Linked DNA regions of Rattus norvegicus: all the other regions are linked to region 1. Evidence: chromatin contacts called from public Hi-C data. All regions are on one chromosome and are shown on one strand. Each heading gives the region's core, a stretch centred on a gene start, on an enhancer-like site or on the middle of the called end of the contact. The rest is flanking DNA. Distances are from core to core; before and after follow the strand shown. Region 1 holds the start of Phip (pleckstrin homology domain interacting protein). Region 2 holds the start of Hmgn3 (high mobility group nucleosomal binding domain 3). Region 3 overlaps Hmgn3 (high mobility group nucleosomal binding domain 3).

The links. A called contact is a pair of places that touch in the nucleus more often than the background predicts.
Region 2: a contact with region 1 is called in a Hi-C map of Schwann cells, with 5 times the contacts expected there. The contact joins the promoter of Hmgn3 here to the promoter of Phip in region 1. A contact is called at or near these places in 5 of 12 Hi-C or Micro-C datasets (Schwann cells, frontal cortex, kidney and 1 more) and 1 of 1 datasets of contacts at active chromatin or transcription factors (oligodendrocytes).
Region 3: a Hi-C map of liver shows a contact between it and region 1, with 3 times the contacts expected there. The contact joins the enhancer-like site here to the promoter of Phip in region 1. A contact is called at or near these places in 4 of 12 Hi-C or Micro-C datasets (Schwann cells, hepatocytes, kidney and 1 more).

Annotation. Positions count from the first base shown.
Region 1 is chr8:92,769,503-92,772,875 of GRCr8, forward strand. It overlaps Phip (pleckstrin homology domain interacting protein), which reads right to left and starts at 1,519. Exons shown (of 40, transcript NM_001427740.1): 1 at 1,336-1,519; 2 at 1,172-1,230; 3 at 1,013-1,042; 4 at 762-821. The coding sequence starts at 1,375.
Region 2 is chr8:92,937,584-92,940,956 of GRCr8, forward strand. It overlaps Hmgn3 (high mobility group nucleosomal binding domain 3), which reads right to left and starts at 1,581. Exons shown (of 5, transcript NM_001007020.2): 1 at 1,433-1,581. The coding sequence starts at 1,447.
Region 3 is chr8:92,909,465-92,912,837 of GRCr8, forward strand. All of the region lies in intron 2 of Hmgn3 (high mobility group nucleosomal binding domain 3), which reads right to left. Among named protein-coding and RNA genes, the nearest start is that of Hmgn3, 28 kb to the right of the region's middle. Within about 2 kb of position 1,812, at least 7 of the 93 cell types and tissues checked have an H3K27ac peak or open chromatin away from gene starts, as enhancers often do. A contact at or near this core is called in hepatocytes and liver, where this site is marked.

The DNA of each region.
Region 1 (3,373 bases), core at 269-2,768:
TTTAATAAAAGGTAATATACACCCCCCCAAAATCAACAAAATTAGGAAACGCCTATTAAAACTTCCAGGTTTATACTTCGGCCGATCTGTTTGTATAATGCACAGTGTGCCGCTGGATGACTACCATCAAACATATCAGAACGCCTCCAACCAAAAAGATTTTTTTAAAAAATTAAAAATCTTGGTCTGAATATACAGAAAACAAAAGGAAGAGGGGGGGGGGTAAAGAGAAAAAAAAATCTTGCCAAGGTTCCACCGGGGCTCAAAGGCCTTCTTGTGAAATGCTAATGCCACTTCGGAGCAGTTAGTCACCAGCTATTGTGTGGGTCTGGAGAAAGCTGAGCCGGCCGCGCTTGCAGAGCAAGCGAGGAGCTGGCGAGCGCGCTCTCTAGGCTTGCGCCGCTCCCGCTGCCGCCGCCGCCGCCGCCGCCCCGCGCGCGCGCACCCGCGCCCGCGCGGATACGCGCGCCGGCCCCTCCTCCTCCGGCCTTGCACTGCACAACACTCATGACGTATCTTTATTTCTAGCACATTAACAAAATATCACAAATAAATTGTCCGCGGCCCCTGCGGCCCCGGGGCGTCCGCACCCCCGACCGCCGCCCCCCGCAGTCCCCGCTCCAGCCTCCCAACCCTCCCCGTGGCCTTTGCAGCTTTCCCGTTCTGGGGCCAAGTTTTTGTCTCTGTAAAAAATTGCGGGAAATTCAATTTTTATTCGACTCAGGGAAAAGTTTCTTTGCAGTGCGCTGTGAATGTCTCACCAGATTCTGGTAGGTCCTGGGGTGCTCCTTCCCGGTCCAGTCGGTGCGCCGGGGCAGCAGCTGCGGGGACAGGACGCCCGGTGAGCGCGGCCCCCAGCCCGGCCCGCCGCCGCTCCCCTCCCCAGCCCGCCCCGCGCCCCGCCGGGGACCCCCGCGCCCCACGTCCCGCGCCCCGCCGGACACCCGGGCTTGCGCAGCGGCCGGGGAAGGCCGTGCGGCGGCGGGACAGCGCCGGGCCGCCGCGCCCTTACCTCCTTCTCGGCCACTTCGCGGATCAGCACCTGCAACAACAAAGCGGGGACGCTGAGCCCCGCGCCCCGGGCCGCGGCCCCGCCGCCGCCGCCGCCCTCCCCCACGCCCGCGGGCGGCCACCGCGAGCGCCCGCCCGGCCCGCGCCGCGCGCCGCCTACCTGAGCCGCCTGCTGACAGGGTCCATCTTCCAGGAACCGGGCGATGAGGAAGTAGAGCTCTGCGCGGGAGAGAAGGACGGGGAGACACGGGCTGAGCGGCCGCGGGGGGCGGGGGCCCGCGGGCGAGTCCGCCCGGCGCGGCGGCCCCGCAGCTCCCGACTTACCCGATCGCAGCTCCGAGAGGCCTTTCCTCTCACGAGACATGTTTGCGGGTCACTTCGGGGCCGCCGGCGGGACACCCCGCCGCCGAGGGGAAGCGGGGACGGTGCCGCCGCCTGCCCTGTAGCTGTCAGTGTGTGCTCACGAGCCGAGCCTCGGCTCCACCATTCAAGCAACGGCGGCGGAGGCGGAGGAGGAGGAGGAGGAAACAACAACTCTCAGGCAGCGGCCCCGGCTGCGGCCGCCTCCGCCGGGATCCCTCCGCCACAGAAAGGAGTCCGCGCCTTCGCGGCCCGCTCTCGCCGCCCCCGCCCCCCGCGGGAAAAGGAGTGCCTCGGCCTAGGCCTGCGCCCGCGCGGTCGCCCCTCCGCGCGGCCCGGGCCACGACTTATTTATTTATTTCCGGCCCGAGAAGATGCCGGAGCCGAAGCGGCGGGCTGCCTGGCAGGCGCTTTCTCTAAGGAGGCCGCCCGCGGGAGGGAGAAAGGGAGGGAAGGAGGGGGCCGGCACGGCTGCGCGGAGGGATCTGACGCACACGGAGCCGCAGCACAGGCTCTATTCAGCGGCGCTGGCTGGGCTGAGATGGAAGTTAGTTTCTATGTAGCAGAAATAGGAAACAAATGAAGCAAAACTGCCCAAAGAGGGGAAATGCCGGGAGGACGGGGCTCACTCTCACGCACGCACAGAGAGACTCAGGGAGCACTCTCAAGCTGGGCCAAGTCGGGATCGCGCCGCCCTGCCCGACTTGAACGCTAGTGTTTGCTTCCTGTCTTGCCATGTGCATGTGTATAAATGCTGCGGATTGGCATCCGTGTAAGTCTTGTCCTGCGATATTTCTGCAGCCTGGGCAAGTGTTGTGTAATTTATTGGAGTGCCGTGGGTTGCAATAGAGGTTCGGGCTGCTTTTTTTTGTGAGCTACTTGCGTTCTGCAAACCCGTTATTCCCTGAAGCCACCTCTGCATATTTCTTTTATTACTACCATCGCCTGAAGCGTTCGTTTTCTTTTTTAAATGTTTTTGTTTTGATAAACGGGCAAGAGGAACTCCAGATTTGTACTTCAGCTCATCTCCTCCCTCCCCCATTACAAAAAGGCTAGTGATGGCTAATTAGGGATTTGGAAGTGAAGAACCTTAAAGCTTTTTAAAGTGTTTACAAGAAGAGCTAATATAAACCTGAGGGAAAGGAAAGGGCGCTAGCTAATACTTATCTCTAACTGATATGGAGGTAAATTACTGACCGGTCGATAACCTACCGAAGGTTATTGAAAGAGTATATTACAGTTTGGCAAAGGTGATTAGTGGTTAAATAATTTAAATTATCTGTGTATCTTGCAGTTGACTTCGTCATGCTAATTAATGGCTTCTAATTTATGGTGTAAACCATTCCTGTTTACAGTTAATCACGGGAGGACTTCTTAAAAACTGGCGAAAAGCAGAAACAAAAATCTTCCGTAAATCCTAATGTAATTACAGGTTTTATATGATACATCGTTCATCTGTGTTTTGCTGATGAGGATAGGGGCCTTGTTATTTTTAAAACGAATATGGGTGAAATTAATGGGAACAATGGAAAAGGCCGTTTGTTAGAAAACAAGGACACCGAGTGATATTTATCTCCAGATGAATTAAGCACTTTCCAAAAAGACTTTGAGAGTTCAATTTTTTTTAAAGGTTGGCATTTTAGAGAGAATTAGGATAGTCATTCTTTTGTTAATTCTTAACAAAGGATCTTCTTTGAATTTTTTAGATAATAAGCTGCATTTTGTGGGTCTGATTTTAAAAGGTAATTTGTGAGGTAAGGACCAAGAAGGTGTATTGTGTTTTCCGGATTGTTTCTCTGAGCGAGCACCCTCCTAGCTCCTTGCCTTCCTAGTGGGAAATGCTGCAGCCGCCTTCGGCTGTACTGCAAGAGTGCAGTAACACACCAGAAATCCTCACACGTGTAAGCAAGAGGAAACTATCTCAATCCTTTTTGGAATAATGGATGTAAAAATGCCTTTTGTAACTCAATAAAATAAATATAAGAGGTTATCATGATTGGTC
Region 2 (3,373 bases), core at 331-2,830, 170 kb after region 1:
TGGGCTGTGAATCTTAAGACACTGCCCAATGAGTCTGAAGTAGTCCTGCGGTTATGCGGATTAAATGAGATAATGCACATCAGACTCCATCACCATGAGGCACCGAGCAGGTTCTCATTAAACACCAGGAAAACCTTCTAACAGTAGGATTGGTTTTCTTTTAAAGAATGGAGATGCTTGGGCTGGGGAGATGGCTCAAAGAAAAGACACTTGCTGAAGATCCCACAACCCACAACCCACAACCCACAATCCACACGATAGTGGCGAACTTACTACTGCAATGTGGGTGCCGGTGCCTCCCCTGAATACAATAGATAAGTAAGTGTAATAAAAATAAATTTGAAAGGAGTGGAGGTGTTTACAATAAAATTCTTGGTGACGATACACAAGAAAGCAAAGCCTTCTTAAAATTTTAAAGCTTCCATAGTTTTAAATAAAGCAACCACACACACACAGTGTAAGGTCTTGGGGGGGAAAGCAGGGTATTATTTGAATCAAGTTCCAACTTTAATGGCTATGATGGTTGACTTGGTCCTTTGGGCAGCTGGCAGGAAGGTTCTTTTCTTAGGACACAGTCCTCACACATCGTTTTTCTCAGGGAGGGGTAAAAAATCTGCCCTTCTTTTACCAGTCCAATGACAAGTCGAAGCCCCACCCTGAGCGAGCTGTGTGGCCCCACGTGTGGCTCGTGACGTCCCTGCGCGGACATAACCCACCAGGGGCAAAGGAGAAACTAAAAAGACCTCGGTTCCCTGCCTAGCCAAGCGTGGGGTCGTGGGTGGGACACTGGCAGGGGCTTGGTGGCCCCTGACCTTGGCAGGGTCGCTGAGGTTGGCACCAGTCCTCTTCCTCGCCGCCTACCGGGCGCTGCGCACTGCCCCGCCCGCCCTCGCGGCCGGTGATTGACACCGGAGTGGGTACATACGGGTCCGCGGCGCTGCAGGGCTGGCGTAAGGAAACATGGCTTTCCCTCTCCTGGCCTTCCGCCCGCATCGCGTTCGCCCTGGGCTCAGCCCGGGGGACACTCTGGATCCCGCCTGGCTCCTCTGAATGCTTTCACGGTTTTCGATTTTCCTGGCCCGGGAGACTCCTCTCATTGCTTTCCCTCCACCCTGAGAACAACCTGAGTTTGCCAAGAGGAAACTCCTGCGAGGGGGATGGACACCCGCTCTGGCTGCGACTGGCAAGAGATGGAAACCATTCCAAGCAGGAGTGGATGGAGAGGGGAGGACAACGTCCCTGGAGGGAAAGTAACACTCAGAGCTCCGTGCTGGGCGAGCGAGGTCAGCAACAGGCATCTGCAAAAGGAGCGGGCAGCAGAGGTGCCCAGCGCCTGAGTTATTAGGCGCATCGCTGCGTCCATCGCAGCGCAGGGGACTTACTCCGAGCACCCTCGAGGGCCTGCGAGGTGTTCTTCTCCCGCGGGACTTACCTTTCTCTTCGGCATAATGACTACGTTGGTACAGCAAAAAGTAAAGCAACGGGCTGGGCTGCCTGGCACGCTGTTGGATGCTGCCTGGCCGCTGCTGCTACTCCTGCAATGGGCTCGGCTAGCCCGGCCTCTCCGACCTGCACCTCCGCTTCCTCCCCCCGGCGCTCCACTCGCTCGCATCCCGGTCCCCCAATGGCAAGCCCTGCCAGCCAGCCGCGAGGCCCCATTGGCTAAGAGAACGTTCTAAATTCCACGAGGGCACGCCCACCCCGTTCACCGGGTACGCGCAGTTGTAGTTTGCACTTCACTGGGGAAAAAAAAAAATCTGCCTGGCGACTGAGCATGCCCAGTTCAACTAGTATCCTTCAGGCCGCACTATCTTGGAGTTTCATTGTTTCACGTGCCTTCTTTGGATTAAAGCAGTGTGCACCTCCATAGGAAAAAAAAAAGTTAAGTATTAAGTATTGCTATGTGTACTTTATAATGTAAATAGGGACACGGGGTACCTTTTACATTCGTTACTCACAAAAGCTTGTAAGGGTGTTCATGGTGCGGATCTGTACAGGGTAGGAAGCTCCTCTGTTTAGGAAGAGTCTAACAGTTTCCAAGGATCTCGGTTCCATCCCTAGCAAATACCCACCTCCCCACCCCCAATAGTGTGCCTCGGTCCAGTTGTTTTTTTTTTTTTTTTTTTTTAAATCTGTGTTACAAGTCATATACGAATTCAGCCAATTATTCAGCTATGTGTAAAAGTGGATTTAAATGTTTGTTGTGAAAATTAAGGGGAAGTCGAGGAAGGTAGGAACAAATCATTGATATATTAAATACGTACATTTAAACAACACCTGCCAAGTTACATTTTAGGAATAGCGTAATATTTCTCTACGTTCTGCAAAGACTTGCAGAATATATATCTGAATTTATTTTGTAAGACCAGTCTTACCCCAGACAGTGGGGGGGGGGGGTAGGTGAGCACCCTTCATAAACATTGGCACAAAGACACAGACAAAATTTTAGCAAATCAAATTCAACAACATTTAAAATCTAATACATAACGAGGGAGCTGGCCCTGGGAACACAGGATTTGTTCTGTGAATCAAATCATCCTGAAAATTCAATCAGTGTGATCAGCACATAACTATAATAGGGGACGTGACCATCTCAAGGGCTGCAGGGGAAATGCTAGGGAATGGGTGAGCAAGTCATGATAACTCTCTACAGTAGAACATTACTCTGTGATCAAAAAGTGAGCTTTCCCTGATCAGATAAATAACAAAAGAAAAATGCTAAGTGAAAGTCAATACGGGACACTATACTGAGTGATTTCATTTATATGAAATTACTGGAAAAGCAAACTAAATTAAGCAAGGTTAGCCCGAGATTCATTTACAAGGTAAAATGAATACAATGTGCATCTTAGGAAACTCCTCTGAAGCCTTACACCACATAGGATGTAATTTACTTTGTTCCCAGAGGCTTCGTGTAAGTAACAAAATCATCAGGCAATCCCCTTTAATACCTACTGTATTAATTTCCAGGATAAGTGAGTTGGTCTCCTTGCACACTTGAGAGATCATGAGTGTCTTTCCTTGGTCTGTGACTTTACAGACCGGTGGCTTTTCCTGTCACTATTTGGGTGTGCTTCAGTGTCCTGCTACTCTTGTTTCCTTAGCTCTCATCGTTCCCCATTGAGAGAGTCTTCCTTAGGACATGGTCCCAGATGTCTTTGATGGATTCCTTCTTCTCAGAAATTCAGTGGATGACATCATATTTAAAAGAGCTAAGAGAAGTCCAACTCATAGCTCTGAAGCTGCATGAAGACCTAGAGGGTCATAATTTTACCGTTAAACTAAAATGTATAATGACCATGTCTTGGAAGAGAGTTAGTTTGCCAAATGCCTGACAGTTGAAGAGGAAGGAAAAAATGCCAGGGAAGGTATT
Region 3 (3,373 bases), core at 562-3,061, 140 kb after region 1:
ATTCAGTTGTGCCAGTGTCTAGCATGGACCCTTAGTAAGTGTTGAAGCAAACATTAGAAGCGAGTGCCAGAAAGCCACAGATTATCATTTACAGAAAGGGGCCAGACGCTCTAACCATTATGCATAACTGTCCATTTGCCAACCAGCTGCTGTTGGCAAAATCTTCGTAAGAAGTTATAAAAAAGCCGTGTGAAGGATTTCGCAGCTGCAAACCCTTGCCTCTCCATGCCAACATTTGAACATGCAGAACAGGCTTTCCAGAGGGATGGACTCATTACAGCGCTGCTCTACAGGCTGGGCCTCCAAAAGGAATGCTTGGGAAATTGACTGGACAACAGTCTTATAGGCTATCCCACTCTGCCAGACTCCAAAAAGTAACTGTTTTACCTTCAAATCATCTTATGACTTCCTACCTAAACTTCGCCAGCTCTTCTGTGTCATAAAGAAAAGGCTTTGTGAAAACGTCCTTTCCAGTAATGACTACAGCGGATTTTCTTTTTTCCCTGCAGAAGGCTGAGACTAACTTTCACTAAGTCAGCAGCGCGCTTATGCATGCAAGTGTGGATACCTTCCTGGAAAGTTCCATCAGCTTCCACAGCCTTAACAGCTATAAATGATTGGACTACATTTATGGGGTATGAAACAGACTAGACTGCTATTTATTCCCCTTTAAAACATTTAAAGCATTTGAAATATTCATTTAAGGCTCAGTCTTTACTTGGTAGAAATAAGGGGCGGGATTGTTACTGAATTTCTCTTAATTTGTTGACTAAGTGAGAAATCAGGAAAAAGTTGTAGAAATGATGGCTCTCGGACAGGGAATAACGGGTTTAGGGTGCTGGGTCACTGTGGTTTATACATACAGGAGACACTGGAAGTATTCAGTAAGCATTATTGATCGACCAATGGCCCGCATCTGAAAGACCCGGGGTCTATTTCAACATCCTGGCTGCAGACGCAGCACACACATCTATCTGCTCAAAGCTCAAAGGGAGAATGAGATCCAAGCAGAATCACTGGACTTTGCAGATTGTTGCTTCAAACTCATTTTCACAAGATGCCCCTTTGCCTCTGAACCTCACCAGCGAGCTCTTTTAAAGCGAAGCTTAAAAGTCAAGCTGCTTTTGATTCTCAAAAACAAAACAAACGAGAAATTCGGCACGAACGGCTTTTCCTTTTCAAAACTGGGAGACAGAAAGACAGAAGGACAGCTCTGGCTGGGGCAATGGAGATGAAGAGCTAGGAACTGGGTCACTGGACTGAAGCCAGCATAGAAGGTGGGTGGTGAACAAGGACTGGGCATGGGGGCCTCAGGTGTTTTCCTCCGTTCTGCTGATTACAAGTTGCGACATTTGGAGAAAATTGTATCATTTCTCTAAGAACGCTTCTCCTTGAGATAAACTAAGGAACACTGTATCCATTGTCGCTATCAAACCCAGCATGGCTCTTGCAGTCTCTATCCCCCCCCACCCCTTCTCTTCAACAGCAAATGTCCTATCATTTTGCTTTGCTCTCCTTTCCATACTAGCTTTAGGAAGGCAACATTTTGCTGGATTTTCACTGTGGGATGCACAGGGCCTGGATAGTACCGGGAACATTTATAGGTGTGCACACATTCTAGTAAGGAATGCTTCTTGGGCAGGGGTATAGGACAGTGGTGAAGCTGAGGGTATACAAGGTGCTGGGTCCCATCTCCACCACCACAAGGAGAGAAGGCGGGGGTGGGGAGGTTCTTACGGTTGGCTATGGAACAGACTACACTCAAGCATGGAAAAAAGACTGTGTAAGCGGCAGAGCGGCATGATCATGTTACACTGCTTAGGTCATTTATTGTCCAAGTCTCCTGAAGGTCAGGTCTCTGTACAATGCCCTCTAAATACCACAGCCATCGTGAGAAATCTTCAGAAGAAGAGCTTCCTTTGTAACTGGTATCTGTTCATCCTGGTTGACATACGAAACAACACACTGGAGAATTCAGTTTGAGCTGAATTTCAGTTCGCTGGGGGAGGGGTGGGGACCAGGGTACTCCAGCAGTTCTGAGTGTTTGTCAACAGTCAAGCCAACCACTGACCTTTTACTTTCAAATGACTGTTGATGTCCTAAGGCACAGGATGAGTTTTAATCTGGCCTTGGCTTGCATAACAGGTTTTTTTTTTAAAAAAAGGCATTGTCTACAAACTATTATTGTTAGGAATAATATAAAAAGTATATTATATAAAATGGTAAATAAAAAGCCAGAAAAGCATCAAGCATGAGAATCCTTGGGGTAATTAACATATACACAAAACTCATGCTTATCTTTTATGTATACCCCAGCCAGAAAGAAGGACTGGTAAGGACTGGTAAGGACTGGTAAGGCTTTCTGCAGGCAAATGTTTCCTCTGAGCAATGGTTTTAAGGCTTTCTGATTGATCAAGTTAAATGTCAACCTGCAGAGAGAAACCCAAATGCACTGTGTGTCCATGTGTGCATGTGTGTGTGCATGTGTGTGTGTGTGTCCATGTGTGTGTGTGTGTATGTGTGTGTGTGTATGTGTGTGTGTGTGTGTGCGCGCGTGTGGTCTGTGTTACCTAAACCCAAGCATATTGAGGTTACACTTCACCAATTGTTCTAAAAAATATGTCTTGCCATTTTCTGTGTGTTCATCAAGGTTTGGTTGGTCCTAGCATATGTGGTGGCTTGACTGTAGACTTCTGATTTCATGATTATCTCTAGCAGTTCCTGGTTGGTACATGGCTGATAAGAGCAGGCAGTTTTGTTTTTACATTATAGCTTCTCTTAAAGATTTTCTCTGTAGCAGAATGAGCTTCCGAGTAAAAAGCTTATGTAGGAGTCTTGGTATCAAGATGAATTCCTCTGAATTATTAACCATAATATGAATCACCCATCAAAGGATCTGTAACTGGATATTGGTTTTGCTCTCTTGTGACCCCTCTTAGTTTATCCGTCCAAGTGTAAGAGCTGAAGTTTTCCACACACTGGAAAGCTCTATGCAAAAGGGAATAGCTGTCATCACACACAGACACATCTCACTTCTGAGTTTTTAAGACATTTCCTTTGGTATCTCCATCTAGGATCAGACATAAGCAAGTCTTACAAGTTCTTAACCCTTTCCTGGGTTTCTGTATTTTAACACAAAGCATCTTTAATTCATGGACTAATTATTTATCTGAGTAACTTAAGGATTTCCCTAATTTAAAAAAGCGTTAATATTTGGATGTATGGTGAATCATTTCATAGTTTTGTCTTTAGAGATGAATCCTCTTAGGTAAACATTCAGAATAAAAAAAAAGAATTCATAATTCATTCATTGAAAATGGACGAAATCAACAACGTTTCATTTTCTTGTTATAAGAAGTGGGCTCTGTTCTCC